Regions from separate parts of the Mus musculus genome. Here all the other regions are linked to region 2. A link is a contact called in public HiChIP or PLAC-seq data. All regions are on one chromosome and are shown on one strand. Each heading gives the region's core, a stretch centred on a gene start, on an enhancer-like site or on the middle of the called end of the contact. The rest is flanking DNA. Distances are from core to core; before and after follow the strand shown.

The links. HiChIP or PLAC-seq counts read pairs in DNA pulled down with a chosen protein or histone mark.
Region 1: an H3K27ac HiChIP or PLAC-seq map of regulatory T cell precursor shows a contact between it and region 2, with 13 times the contacts expected there. The contact joins two enhancer-like sites. A contact is called at or near these places in 8 of 39 promoter capture datasets (3T3-L1-derived adipocytes, the HPC-7 cell line, cranial neural crest and 4 more), 2 of 484 Hi-C or Micro-C datasets (bone marrow-derived macrophages and nephron progenitors) and 2 of 115 datasets of contacts at active chromatin or transcription factors (bone marrow-derived macrophages and regulatory T cell precursor).
Region 3: an H3K27ac HiChIP or PLAC-seq map of regulatory T cell precursor shows a contact between it and region 2, with 4 times the contacts expected there. The contact joins two enhancer-like sites. A contact is called at or near these places in 1 of 39 promoter capture datasets (embryonic stem cells), 2 of 115 datasets of contacts at active chromatin or transcription factors (regulatory T cell precursor and thymic regulatory T cells) and 1 of 9 other capture datasets (macrophages).

Annotation. Positions count from the first base shown.
Region 1 is chr2:59,435,152-59,439,972 of GRCm38.p6, reverse strand. No RefSeq gene overlaps it. Among named protein-coding and RNA genes, the nearest start is that of Gm46743, 17 kb to the right of the region's middle. Within about 2 kb of position 1,797, at least 148 of the 459 cell types and tissues checked have an H3K27ac peak or open chromatin away from gene starts, as enhancers often do. A contact at or near this core is called in regulatory T cell precursor, where this site is marked.
Region 2 is chr2:58,904,397-58,909,225 of GRCm38.p6, reverse strand. Ccdc148 (coiled-coil domain containing 148) reads left to right here. Exons shown (of 15, transcript NM_001372501.1): 12 at 2,753-2,871. Among named protein-coding and RNA genes, the nearest start is that of Upp2, 150 kb to the right of the region's middle. Within about 2 kb of position 2,230, at least 50 of the 459 cell types and tissues checked have an H3K27ac peak or open chromatin away from gene starts, as enhancers often do. A contact at or near this core is called in regulatory T cell precursor and thymic regulatory T cells, where this site is marked.
Region 3 is chr2:59,469,255-59,474,101 of GRCm38.p6, reverse strand. No RefSeq gene overlaps it. Among named protein-coding and RNA genes, the nearest start is that of Dapl1, 13 kb to the left of the region's middle. Within about 2 kb of position 3,156, at least 76 of the 459 cell types and tissues checked have an H3K27ac peak or open chromatin away from gene starts, as enhancers often do. A contact at or near this core is called in regulatory T cell precursor and thymic regulatory T cells, where this site is marked.

The sequences.
Region 1 (4,821 bases), core at 548-3,047, 530 kb before region 2:
TTGGACAACTGGGTCCGATCCTCAGACAAAGAGTTAAGTATTTTTTCAGATGTGTTGGCAGCTTTAGGGCTCTGGTTCTGGCATTAGTTGAAAGGCTGTAGATTAGGTCAGAGAGGAGCATTTGACAGCAGCTTCTGTCAACTCAGGCTATTTCACCATAAGAGAGAGAGAGAGAGAGAGAGAGAGAGAGAGAGAGAGAGAGAGAGAGAGAAGAGAAGAGAAGGATGTAGTCTGTGATGAGGGACCAGGGCGTGAAGCCCAGGTCAGCTGCTCACCTCATTGACCAGGAACATACCAGCTTCCAGTTGTTCATCTGGGCTCTGGCTTTTCTTTTCCTCCTTTGCCTCTGTGGGCAGAAGAAATACAAACAAACCCTTTTTCTGATCTAGTTTCTTATCGAGTCTGCACCCCAGGAATGCCAACAGCTCATTACATTCTTTTAAGATCACAGATCTGTCCTTGGACCCTAAGTTCCTCACGTCCGAGTTGGCATGGGCCATCACCAAGGTTTCTTATGTTTTGTTATTATGTGAGCTGGCATTCGGGCAGGGGTTACTACAAAGTCTGGTTGTTGTTTCTAAACACCATGGTCTAAACATGCGCTCCTCTCAGGTCTTTTATTTCCTGTACAAGCAACCCTTCTCCCTAAGCTGCACCCACAGGCCCCACGAATTGATTTCCACCTTGAGGGTGTCTATAACTTTGGCATAAGTTTGTTTTAAATAGGTCTGACTCAGTTAATGGCCAGGGGCGCTGCCCATCACTTCTATGGGTTCCTAGGCCCCTCCTTGACCCCTAGGCTGCTCCAGGAAGTATTTTTCAGGCCAGGCGTCTCTCCTCGTGTGCTTTAGACTATTTTCAGTCCTGCATCAATGGGGAAACAGCTTCTTCCACCGTCCTGAATAGTCTCACCAAGCAACCCCACCCAACAGTCCTGGGCACTGCAGACTAATCAGGGCGGGCAGCTCACGTTTGGAGAACCTGCAGCCCTCCTCTATCTGCCTTTCTTGTACTTTCTTTCATCCTTTCCCAGTTCTCAGGAAGCAATAAAAACAAACACTTCCTCTGATGTAGTTTCATATCAAATCTTTCCCCACCCACAACAGCCTTCCCTTCCTGGGAGGAGTCCCAGGGCGTAGGTTTTCTCCTGCTCAGTACTCTCTGGGTTTGGAATGCCACCCAAGTGCTAAGTTCAGGGCGACTTTGATCTAACCTGCTAGGGTTTGTGAAAAGCTCGGATGTCTATTTTTACTCTCGTGACCTATATTTGGTTTTTAACGAATGGTGGCTTCCCACCATGACGACTTATTACGGGTTCTCTTTTTGTCACACACTCTTTCTGCCTTCTCCGTCCTGGCTGTTTTCGGGTTGGAACTTCCTGCAGATGACCACTAGAGGGCAGATGATTTCCAGTTTACAAGATACCTTCCACAGCCAGTTTTCTGGAGCTTTGCTGACTACCAGGGCCGGTTTTTTTTTTTTTTTTTTTTTTTTTGTTTATTTGTTTGTTTTCCTTCAGAAGCGAGAGCAAAACACTTGAAGTTCTTTGGGTGCAGCTAAGACGTTTTCTACAGCGTTCATCTATGAAGTCCTGGCTGTGAGCAGCAGACATTCTGGCCAGTAGAGAGAAAACCGTGGTTTCTCTGTGTTCCTACCCAGGGGAAGAAAGCTGTGCCAGAGTGGTGTTCTTTCTAGGTTTGCTAAAAAGCATATACGTGTACCCTGCGTGTATCTACTCGGGTCTCACAGTAAGATGGCAATGCTTCCTGAGGCCTCTCCCACTATACCCAGGCTTCCTGCCAACATAGTACGCTCACGTGGTCAACCTGGATGTGTGCCAAGGCAAAGTTGATGAGCCATGAGGGAGGTAGAGAGATGGAGTGGCATGGGAATATATCTTCGTTGAAGTTCCTTGGAGCACTGTGGGGACTCTGATCTCAGACATGGGGAAGCGTGGGTGCTATTTCCTAGTCAGAAGACACGGGTAGCTATGACGCTGAAGAATTAAGTAGACTAGAAACAAATGGATATAGGCCCATCAGCCCAAGGTCAAAATTAGGAGGCTGACTTTTAAGGTAGCAGGTCGAAAGGTCAACGGGAGGTCAAGGGTACATCTCAGCAGGGGGGTGTTGCCTACACTCTGGGAGGCTCTCAGTTCCATCCCCAACACTGGAAAGAAAGAAAAAATGAAGTCAGTAGGAAGTAGAAAAAGAAACTTCAAAGGAGAACCTTCTGCTATGGATAAAAAGTCTGAACTGAGATGCTAAAGATAGTAAATTGATAGATAGCGCGGCAGTTAAATGTGACTCAGCTCTGGCCTTCCTAATCCTGCGGCCTTGGATAGGAGGCAGGGTCTTCTCTGGGGTCCAGTTTTCTCGGCTCTAATGGTGCAGCTTCCAGGTCCGAGGCTATTGGAAAGATTTCACACGATGACACACATTAAAGGGGGCCGTTTCCCTTTCTTCATTTGCTCATTCAAAAGACATATTTCCTAATGCCTGTATTGGTTAGATATGTGTAACTTCAATATTGGTTAGATATGTGTACCTTCAAGAGACAGAAAACATGATGTAACCAAACAATATTGAAAAGGATATTGACTCTGAGAGAGATATTATCACTATGAGGTAACAACACCACCATGACACAGGTAGGATCGTGAATGTCACCTCTCTCCAGGAGTCGGGGGGGGGGGGGGGCGGTGCTAGGAATGAGTGGTGCGGTCTTGGTGAGGTCACCAGGGACTTAAGCGCTCTCCATACCTTGGCTCTCTCATCCTCATCAGGTTGACGTTTATTCCTACACCCCTGGTACTATGGCCACTTGGGCCACGTGCGTACTCCCAAGTTTCCAGCAACTCTAGACTTTTTATGTCCTAGAGTCGCGGCAGTAGATCTTCAACATGGCCAATATCAGTGCCTTGGAAAGTAAATATCCCTGGGGTAAGAAGTTTCCTGGAAAGCCTCAGGCACGGCTCTGACCTCAGAGGAGCGGGAGGCATAGAGTAGGTGCTATATATTCTAGGGATTTGATACAATTGATGATTCACTGTAAGACATCTGCCCTGTAATCTTTTGGAGTTCTTGATACCAGAGAGAAACCGGGGCTCAGTTAGGTTAACTAAATAAGGGATGGCTTTTGAGCAGGCAATATGAGTGTTTTCCAGGCACTGTAGTTGCTGTGGACACACGGTAGTATACAGGTCCGGAGTGCTGGAGAATGGGAGGTTCTAGACAGGCAAATGCGCATGAACCATATAGCAACATTACATCCTGCAGGCAGAGCTGAAACACAGTAGCTCCTAATCGGAGGTTAGGGCAGACTCACGGGAGAGGTGCTGTTTAGATGAGATCTGACAGATCACTGGGTAGAAACAGCACAGCAGTACAAAGCCTGGTATAACATTCCTGGGTAGCTAAAAGTGGACAATGGGCAACAAGCCTGGAACAGAGTGCTTTGCACGGTCAGTAGGCTCCAGCTATGATGGTTTCAGCAACTGCACTGGAGTCCTATTGGGCCAGCAGCAGGTCTGGTTTCTTTAAGATATGGCAAATAAAGTCAACATTGTAGCTTTTATGTCAACGTGACAGAAGCTGGAGTCATCTGAGAGGAGGGAGCCTCCTTTGAGAAAATGCCTCTATACGTTTAGGCTGTAGGCAAGCCTTTAGGGCATTTTGTTAATTAGTATTGATGTGGAAGGGTCCAGCTCGGTGGTGTTATTCCCTGGGCTGGTGGTCCTAGGTGTTATAAAAAAAAAAAAAAAAGCAGGCTGAGCAAGCCATCGGGAGCAAGCCAGTAAGCAGCATTCCTTCATGGCCCCTGCATCAGCTCCTGCCTCCAGGTTCCTGCCCTGACTTCCTTCAGGCGGTGAACTAAACTATGGAAAATAAACCCCTGCCTCAGCAAACTGATTTTGGTCGTGGCATTGAATCCCAGCCATAGTAACCATAACTAGAAGCGGTGACAGGTAAACAGCATCTCAAAATATGACAAAAATTTCAAATTCTACGAGTCAATGACTGTATTGAAGGCACCGTTTGCATAGCTTCACGTAGGCACTACTGTGACTGCTCATGGTCTGCCAAGGCTGGCCCTGTCATTAGTCTCCTTTTGCTCATGAAGACCCAAAAGTGCATGTGCAAGACTGCTATAGGTTGAACTCTGACCCTTTAAGATAGAATGCTAACCCTAACCCTGGGCTCCTCAGCACATAACCATGCCTGAGGTGAGGATGTGTCTAGTATGTCTTGCATCCCTAGCAGAAGGGGGGTGTGTCTATATGAAGATGTCATTAGAGACTGGGGTGCTCCACTCCAAGCTCAGGAACATTGCAGGCTGCCTGGATTACACTTATGCCGGATGCACACAGCACATTTGCTAAATGACTATTGTGATGCCTTGCATACATATGCTCAGCCCAGGGAGTGGCACTATTAGAAGGTGCGGCCTTGTTGGAGTAGGTGTGTCACTGTGGGTGTGGGCTTTAAGACCCTCATCCTAGCTGCCTGGAAGCCAGTATTCTGCTAGCAGCCTGAAGGTGAAGACATAGAACTGTCAGCTCCTCCTACACCATGCCTGTCTGGATGCTGTTATGTTCCCGTCTTGATGATAATGGACTGAGCCTTTGAACCTGTAAGCCACTCCCAATTAAATGTTGTTCTTTATAAGACTTGCCTTGGTCATGGTGTCTGTTCACAGCAGTAAAACCCTACCTAAGACAATTATTAAAGGGCATACATTGAGGAACCTGAGTGAGACTGTCTTAGATCAGTGAGGAGCATGTTTGAGACTGCTTTAGATGGCAGCCATTTTGAAGTCTTT
Region 2 (4,829 bases), core at 981-3,480:
GAAGGCAACAAGTTAGCCTGGATCATTTCTGATATTTTTGGATTTATTACTCGCCTAGACTCGCTCGGCCTTTCTTCTTGCTTGCTCAATCCCTCCTGTTTGGAAGACAGAGGTAGGAATGCTATGAGCAAGGAGTAGTATAGGAGCTGTAAAGGGGGAAAGCAATACATAGTCTCAGACGCTTTGCTGTTACCATCTTGGTGGTTTCAGGAAAGGCTTTCTTCATGTGTTTAATTGTATTTCAGAGAAGGAAGCAGCACAAAGTGAACAGAGGGGTAATGAAGAGAAGCACAGGGGGAGGAGTAGGGAGATTTAAGGATGGAGAACTACCCCTGGATAAGGGTCTTTTAGTGTCTCTAGACCATGCACATATGACCACTGAGGGGGGGACAGCCCTTCCTCTCCTTGGTGGGACTTTAAGGAAGGTTAGAGCTTTTGTGTCCCCTGTGAAAAATGTGTTCCCTCCATGCCTCTCCGTGTCTATTGGGAGCTATTGACCAGGAATTAATTTTTAAAAGATAATTTTCACTGAAGGTCTCACGGAAGCCATGGATTTAGTACCTGTTCACACAATTGTATCATTAATCAAATGGTTATTAAGTGCACACACTGTTCTAGAAGACATTCAGAAACGCCAAGATTGGTAAATCACGTGCTTTGCAATCTAGTGGGGCAGAGAAGGGATTTACTAACTAGCAAAGCATCATGTTCAGGGCCAAACTAACCAGTGTACAAAGCCAAAAGCCAGAGGATGAAGATGGAGAGGGGCCAATTCTGGCCAAAGAGCCTATTGCTATATAATTTAAGATTTTATGGGTAGAATGCTAATGATAATCAAATCCTGAAGGAGGAGATAATTCTTTGTAAAAGTCTTGAAAATATTAGAGTAACAGGTTGAAAGGCAGTTTCGATGTCGGCAGAGGTAGCCTGGAGGGCTTTGTGACTCGGGTGTCTGAATTCTCGACCAGATCTGGGGGTGACCCGGAAGTCCACAGATAGCACTGACCAGAACAGGTAAAGGGTGCTATATTCAGTGAGTATCTCTTTTTCCTGTGATTTCAGTTATAGCGAGGACGAGGTCCTCTGAAGTCTGAAGCTTTGAGGAACCTTTCAGATCATGGCCCTGAGGTTTCTCAAGGCCCCACTCAGGCTTAACACTGTAAATGACTGCCTTGGAGGAAGAAAGCAGAGATGGAAAGAGATCATAGTCTTTGATCTGCATAAGGCAACATAAGTAATGGCAGAGGCGAGCAGGCATCAGCAGCCAGTCTTCAGAAGGAGCTCTGCTCTTCCTTCTAGGCCAGCACCAAGAGTGAGCGTCTATTATTGGGCTGGAATGACCTAGGAGAAAGTTGTCTTTCATATATATGCCTTTTAAAGCTTAATTTTGAAGTAGCAGTACCACTGTGATAATGAAAGACATATTTATTGCCAAAAAACCTGTAAGAGAATGCAGAAAAGTATAAAGATGACTTATGCCCGATGAAGATAGTCTGTTATCCTGCCTGGCACTTAGGGATTGCTGGCATTTATCACGTGAACTGCTCTCCCCCCCCCCTCTCTCTGTGTGTGTGTGTGTGTGTGTGTGTCTGTCTCTGACTTTCTGTCTTTCTCTGTTTCTTTCTCTCTCTATCTTTGTTGTAGGTTTCTTTCTGGTTTTTTTTTTTTTTTTCTGTTCTCTTTAAACTCTACCTTTAGTCATGCGGAGTGGGTTTCACCTTCCACTGTGCTGAGCCTTGAGCTGCTGTTCCCCTTCGGCTGCATCACTGCTCTGCCCGTGCTCCAGAGGATCCTCGGCTGCCTCTTGAGAGGCTCCTAGCGATCAGACAACATCGTGCTCAGGACAGCCAGGAAATCACTTAGCTTTTCCTGTCTAAACTTTCAGAAGAGGAAATGCCACACTGGAGGTTTGGCTAGGCAGCCCCTACAGACTGTTGCCTGTCAGCACTGAGGAGGTGCCGTTCTGTCTTTTCCTAGCAAGAGCCAGTGTCTCACGACAGGAACGTGGCAACCTAGAGTAGTGGAACGGCTTCTACTAACTTGGGTTGCCTAAGCACACTGTGGAACCCTGACATGGAAATAATGCTTATTTGCTTCCATTGAGAGAAGTAAAGCCAGCCCAGGAAGAACAATGCCTTCCATCTTTGTCAACCTGATAAGCGTGACCTTTATTTTACCACATAGGTCGAGACTACTCTTTACCACAACCGTGTTAATTCGTACTTCCCCTCCTTCCTCCCACCCATCTCCTGCCACTTCCTCCAGGGGCATAACGCTTTCAACATCCTGCTATCCATTAGCATAAATAAACCCATGCTTTTAAGGTAAAAATAGTCTTAATGCCATATTTGTTAAAGACTGCATTACCATAAGAGGATAAAAATACCCCTGGGTAACAGGTAGGTTATATTCTTCAGAGGCAGTAACATGCTTTTACGGTGGTTCCCTGAAAGTCAATTATTTCAGCCATAGATTAAAATCGAGGTCTCAGCATAGGGTACATTTCCACTTCAGAAAGGGCTAAGCCAAGCACTTTCCAGAGACTTGCATCTTTGTGTTTTTAATTTTTTTTTGTTGCGAATATTTTATAGGTAGTTCTAAAGCACACACACACACACACACACACACACAAAGATGAAATGCCATTGCAATCTGATCTTTGCTGTCTGAGCAACTGGATACTGTTGTTGTCTTGTGTCTCGCCCCCATTATCTGTTGTTAATTTAAATTTGGTGTAACATTCATGCACTAGATAAGAAAATACTGGGCTATGAAACAGCAGAAGTGGCAAGAAATGGAAAAGAGAGATCTCCGGCGTCTGGAAGAGCTGAAGAAGTTAATGGCAGAACAGTCAGTGAAAGACAGAGAAAGGTAAGGGAGGGGTTTTAGTCCGTGACAGTGAGCTGGGGAAGCGTTGTCTGCAATGTCAGGGTGAGCTATATCAGAGGGAGGATCTGTCGCACCGAGTGTTCCCATTCAATATTTATACCTATGAATGAAAGAAGTGGTTTTTTATAATGTAGTTTATACTCTCACTTTCATACTTAAACCCCCACTTTCCCATGTTGTTCCACTGATTTCCTCCTAGTTTAAGATCTCCCAGAGGATTTGATGGCAACTGGTTGCCCACTGTGTGCATGAGGTAATACTGGTGGCTGCTGTGACTTAATATGTTGACCCAGGAGGAGGAAGCCATTATTTTAATAAGAAAAGGGTCCATTTGCTGTGACTGAGGCTGGGGGACAATCCACAATTATAGAGAGCAGTGTGGATGTCCTGATGAACAGTTCTTAGAATTCCCTGCAATTATGTAACCGCAGAGCCGAGAAGGGCATTTGGGATAATGAGCTTGACCTTCTTAGTTTATGAGTTCCACTAAGAGATTAAAACAATGTTTTTAAAGATGACTGTATCTGGGCCCAAAAGAAAACAGTAAAAATTGTAGTAATCTGAAAGGGAAATTCTAAATTAGAGAGCTATATTCTCTAATAGGAAACTCCTGTTATATAAAGGATCAAGAACATACTAGGCACTTTTCTAGGGCTGAGGGAGTCTTTCTACAGAAGAGACGTGTTTGAATCAGAACCCATCTCTGGAGTTGCTGAGGCTCCTTGTCCCGTCCATTTCTGTCACACTATTTCCTGGGTATCTGAACACTTTAGAGTTGAGTAGGGAAGCAAGACTATGGTAAAGTCTGAGGTCAAGGTCAGGAGGTCAAGCAACCAAGGAGGAAACAGATAGCAAGTGACAGCCAAGATACAAGTGGCTACCATAGGACAGGCTGTGGCTCAGAAAGAAGTAATGGGAGCCCCCAAATAGCTGCGTACTAAAGGGTAATGCAAAGGCTGTGGTTAAGAGGCTGGCCGGGCCATTCAAGCTCTCCCAGGAAAAGAAAGAGAGCCACAGGAACTTAGAGGGGTGTGGAAGGCAGAGCAGATGTGGAGTCCCAGCATTCGGGACATGCTTCTAATAGAGCGTCTCTCTTAGCAGGGAGCTTCTCTGATTACAGAACCATTTTCAGTCTCTTGCTTCCTGTCCTGGTAATTATCAAGATTAGCTGATTCAGAGCTTCAGTTGAGAAGGAGAAAAAGAAAATCAGATTAGTGTGTATTACATAACAGGAAAAAATAGCCATATTACAGCATAGCAAAAAGGACTAAGGAGCAGTAGCTATAACTCAGGATTTTATTCTTGACTCAGCTTCGAATAGTGTATGACCTTGGGAATGTCAGGTTTTACCTCCACAAGGCTCCATCTTATCCACCAGAAGACATCTGAAGGCTAAAAGGCTGGCCACTTTTAAGAGTTTGTGATATATTTTCAACTCCCTTGATGGAAAATAATGGAGATTTAAATAATTGTGAGTCCAATCCTTGCATGCCAATGGTAAATCACAGATTTTCAAATATATGGTATATCCAGGCTATAGTTCTCTGAAAAAAGATTGTGATGCTGTGTGGCTGGGGGTGTAGCCAGTGGGAAAAGGCATTCACAGAGCCTTGGGCTCAGTCCCTAGCACCACAAACATGTGATGGCAAATGCCTCTAATCGCAGCACTGGAGACCGAGGCAGGAGGATCAGAAATTCGAGGTCATTCTTAGCTACACAGCAAGTTCAAGGCCACCCTGTCTCAAAAAAAAGTGATGGAGATAGAAATAGAATTCTTATTCTGTGATTTGAAATGCAGTCTTAGGTGTAAAAAGCTTTTACCCGGACAATGACTAGAGGCTATATTCATCTGTAACCATTCTGGCACTAAGAAATTTGGTAGGTAGTCAAAGATTTTTTTCTCTAATAATATATATAATAAAAATCATGTTCGATATTTT
Region 3 (4,847 bases), core at 1,907-4,406, 560 kb before region 2:
AGCTGCCTTTCAAATGTCAGCGAGAGTTTAGGGGTATGGAAAGCACCTTCTAAGAGGGCTGTGGCTGAGACCACCTTGATAATGAGCCTTGTGGACTTTCAATTTCCTAATGACTTTTTCCCTCTGTGGTTTTGTATCTTTCTCTTTCTCTTCTCTCCACTAATCAAGTCCCAGACTCCCAAGGGCCATCAGTCTGTAAAATGGCTCAGTGCCATGCCATTCTTTCCAGATATGACATTTTGTGAGAATGATGAACTCACAGGCCTTGGGATTCAAATCAAGCCATACGTCTTTTACAAGAGCTTGCTTAAAGGCAATCAACTTTGTTTCATGTTACTTTGCATGTATATTTCTTCTCAGACAAGTAGGCCAAGTGGCCTCTCAATGGAAAATTGCTTTCTCTAAGCCATTGTACAATATCTGCAATTGCTTGTCCATTTAAGTGAAGTGAATATAGCGGAGCTGACATCTTGGATAAGAGAGAATTTCCTATTTGGCAAATAAAAGAGAAGCACCGATATGGATAAGCATTTCTTGTTTTAAACATTCCTTAGTTAATCCTGCTTCAGTCTCTGTCCCCCTGGTGATCTCGAAAGATAAATGGATGAAATTACATAATTCTTTCCATAAATGGCCATCTTTGGGTCTCCCTCCCTTTCTGAGGGTATCAAAGAAACGGCAGCCATTTGCCATCATTGAATCTCCCATTCTTGAGTGGGCTGGGGAGCAGATGGGTGTGGAGAGGAAGCGACATGCCCTGTTCTCTCTTGTATATTGTTCTGTGGGCGCATGTAGTTCTGGCTACACAAGTGGCTGATATTTCTTCATTGGTTGGGAAATAACTAAAAATTCAAAGATGAAGACTGGTCTGATTTCAGTGATGCTGTGTGGAGAACTTAGAAGAAAATATCCACTTTCTCAAAACTGCATATCAATAGCATTGGTTGGAGGCTTTAAACAATGATATAAGATATATTTAAAAAAATCATTTTGAGACAGAGTTTCAGTTTATATAGACTGTATATCTAAGGTTGTTCTGAACTTTGGGGTCTTCCTCTTCCTGACGTGCTGGAATTTTAGATACTCAGTTAAGTTTTAAGCTCTCTCTCTCTCTCTCTCTCTCTCTCTCTCTCTCTGTGTGTGTGTGTGTGTGTGTGTGTGTGTGTGTATCATGTGCATGCCTGGTGCCTGTGGAAAAGGAAAATGGACTTACGGATGGTTGTGTGCCACTGTGTGCATGGCTGGGACTCGAACCTCGGTCCTCTGGAAGAATAGCCAGTAGTCTTAATCATGGAGCCATTTCTCCAGCCTCCTAGCTAGTATATCTCACCCAAGAACCTGATTTCTGGGAGCTAACAATCAAACACTGCCTTCTTTCTCATATGATCATGATTGTAAGCTGACTGTAGAGATTGAGAATAAAATCCTTTCATTCAACTCCCCGAGCTTTGAAGTACGATAGGAGTGTAGAGTGTAGGAGTGTAGTGAAAGAGTTAACACACGGAAGAATCCAGGTGGCAGAGAAAGACCCAGAAACCTTTCTTGGCCTGGGCTTCATAGGAAAAATGCAGTTTGCATGGGCTAGCTTTCAAAGGAAGACTGGAGCTTGTAATGCATGCAACATGCTCAAGAAAAGCCAGAGCCTCAAGGCTGTTCTATAAAAGTCCTACTGGGTCCAGCTCTGGGGTCCTAATGTCTTCAGGGTTCTTCCCTTAGCTCCCTAGCCCACCCATTCCTGGGAGTGCTTTCCTTTCTTTATAAGCTGTTTTTATTTCTAACCATGACACCCTGGTGCAATCATGAGACGCCAGAGTCTGGACTTTGGGTACCCTCTGAACCCAAATTCCACAGCTTGGCAAGAAACTTGTTTCTGTTTTTCCTTTTGTCTGATACCAGGCAAAAGACTAACCATGGTTTTCCTGGGCTATTTCTCTGATCTCCATGCTTCAAAAGGCAGGTTCACCTAAGCCATGATAAAGACATATGTGGAATAATCACACCGTTAATGAAATCCTGTATATTTTCTTCCAGGAATGCCTGCCTCTTAGCAAGGTCCCTAGAGTTGCCATGAGTTGGGTTGGGTTGGTCTGCTTGACTTCTCCACTCACAGAGGAGGAACTCTTCTCTCCCCTCCCCTCCCCTCCCCTCCCCTCCCCTCCCCTCCCCCTGTCCCTCCCCTCCACCTGTTCCTCCCCCTCCCCTCCCTTCCCCTCCCCCTGTCTCCCCCCCACTCCCTCCCCCATCCCTCCCCCTCTCCCCTCCCTTCCTGGAGGCTGCCAGAGCCCCACTGTGCCCTTTTCTGGTACTTTGTATTTTTTAAAGGCTTCCCTCCCTTCCTGTGGCTGTTTACCCACCATGTGGCTGACCTCTGTGCTGGCTTCCCATCTCCATTTTTCCTCCTCTGGGCAGCTGCTGAGATACACAACTTGCCTGCCCCGGGGGTTCTTTTTGTTTCAAACACTAATAAAACTATCTTCGAGTTTCCATTTGAATCCATCGTTAAATTATTCTAATTAAAGAGACTAAGAACCCCACAAGGGGACCTTGATGTACCTGGTATCACAGGCAAAAATTAGAAGCCCCAGGTCTTAAATGTGTAACAGTCAAGGCAAGAGAGACTTTTAGCTCTCTTCCAGCAACCCCTCAGTGGATGTAGCCCGGCTAACCTGTAACATAAGCTTTCCATTTCTGCCTTCCAAGATTAGGGAGCAGGAGAGCAGGAGGTTTGTATCCACATCACGTGGCATTCGGCCAGCACAAAATAAATGCGTGTTGCCAACAGTGTCGAGAGAACCAGGATAGACACTAGTGGGAAGTGTCTAAAGATCTAAGGTTTAAGTGATAGTAGGAGCGTCGGCTATACCCACTCCTAAAATCCACTTCAGAAAGGGAGGGTGACCCACGCTGGTCACCGAGCAGTTAGTGAAAGGCACAGTGGCAACTGATTGTGACCAACAATCAGTTTAAGGGCTCTTTGACGTCAGAACGTATTCCAAGAAAATAGAAATGCCAAGAAGAGGGATCTTAAGCCTGTGAGCTACGGGGAAGGTTGGGTAGAGGCCGCAAGCAAAGGATGGTAATGTCAGAAGCTGGGCAGGAGAGAAGGCGGGGAAAGGAAGTGGCCACAGCTCAGAATGCTTTGTATAAAGTGGAAATTGGGAGGGGTACAGGATGAGAAGCGGGAGGGGAGCCGGTTTCAAGGGCAAACCACACAGAACAGTGAGCCCACTGGAAATGCCAGCATCCTGTGCTTCGGAGCCAGCAGGAAAGCTTCCGAAAGGCAGCCATCTCCAGAGCTCTTCAGCGCCTGCATCCATTCGGTTTAAAACTGGAAATGCCAATGAGGCTTGTGTGTCTGTGCTCTCCAGCCAGGGAAGCTCTATGGTTTGTGTCGGGCAGTAGAAAAACAAGGGCCTTCAAGTCTCAAAAGAGTAGTTCTTCTTGGGGGAAAAAAAAAGGCCTAGGGAAAATCAGGTTTCATTAAATGCTCTTTCATGATCCAAATGAGTTCTGGCTTTTCTCTTCGAGTGCCAGGTTCTGACTCATTTGGAGAAAACAAACCATCATCTTTTCTATTGTTTGCTCTCCCACGGAGTCCATGTTTTGAAAGAATCTGTCTGCCAAACTGCATTTGAGACCCAAGTCATATTTTCACCTTTCTCCATAAAGTAACTAAAGCAAAGCTTTCCATGGCGATTTCCTGAGTTCTGATAAAATTTCAGGCAACAGTTTGGAGTCAGAGGGAACCTGGGGCATAGTTAAAATCAGACTCCAGCCCAGGCCGCAGTCTTTGTCTGAAACTGAGTTTGAATATGCTTAGGTGGGACATATAGACTGTCACTGGTCAAAGGCTACCTGCTCCCTGCGGAGTTCCTTCTCCTCTGTACACTGAAATGGAGGGCTCCTAAAGGCACCCAATAGAGAAGAGAGTTTGCAGCTGGCACTAATGTTTTGAATGAATTGGAAACCCCTCTGTTCCTGGCTTCTAGTCGTCACAACCCCTGATGAGTCTGATAACATCAGAACGGGTGAGGCCGTCATAAGTGCCCCTCCATAAGGCTTCTGTGTTCAGATCCAAGGGCATCTTAATCAACTCTCTCGAAGGCTCAGCTGTGTCTGTCATGTTCTCATGCTCTGTCCTGACTCCTGGACCCTCGTGGGCCACAGTATCCTTAAGGGCAACTTCCATTCAGTCAGTAGAAACTCATTATACATACCTTCTGTCTCTGTGCGCTTGTTTCTTCAGCTCATTTTCTTTTGATCTTCAGAGAGCAACAGATAAAAGAACTAGTTACACCCAAAAAGGAAATGAAAATAAACTTTTAAAAACATGCTGTAATATCCGCACCCAGCTGGCACCTTGTGTTAAACAAAAAAAGGAAAAGGAAATTTTATCTGAATATTACCAGGGGGAAAAAGACTTTAAAAATCTGCCTAAATAATCATGCCCATTTGATGCTGTGGTCCACAACTGTGCAAAATAATGAAAATCTGTGAAAAATAGGTTTTCAATGCAATAATCTTAGCTACTTTTTAAAAGATAATGGAACATCTTTTTAAAACTATCCTAGTATTAAAATTCACAGCCCAAGTTTGTTCTGCATGGATGAAAATACAAGGCAGAAGGGCTGGGGCTATCACCCAGTATTAAAATACTTACTTAGTCATACATAGGACTCCAGTTTCAAGACATCACATGCATGTATATATGCATGCGCACACACACACACACGTGCATGCACACACAAACACACATACATACACTACCATTTCACTGAACATTCAACTCAAACAGAAATAAAGTCCCAGGTGGTAACAAGGATAGAGAAATAAGATCTCACTTAGTC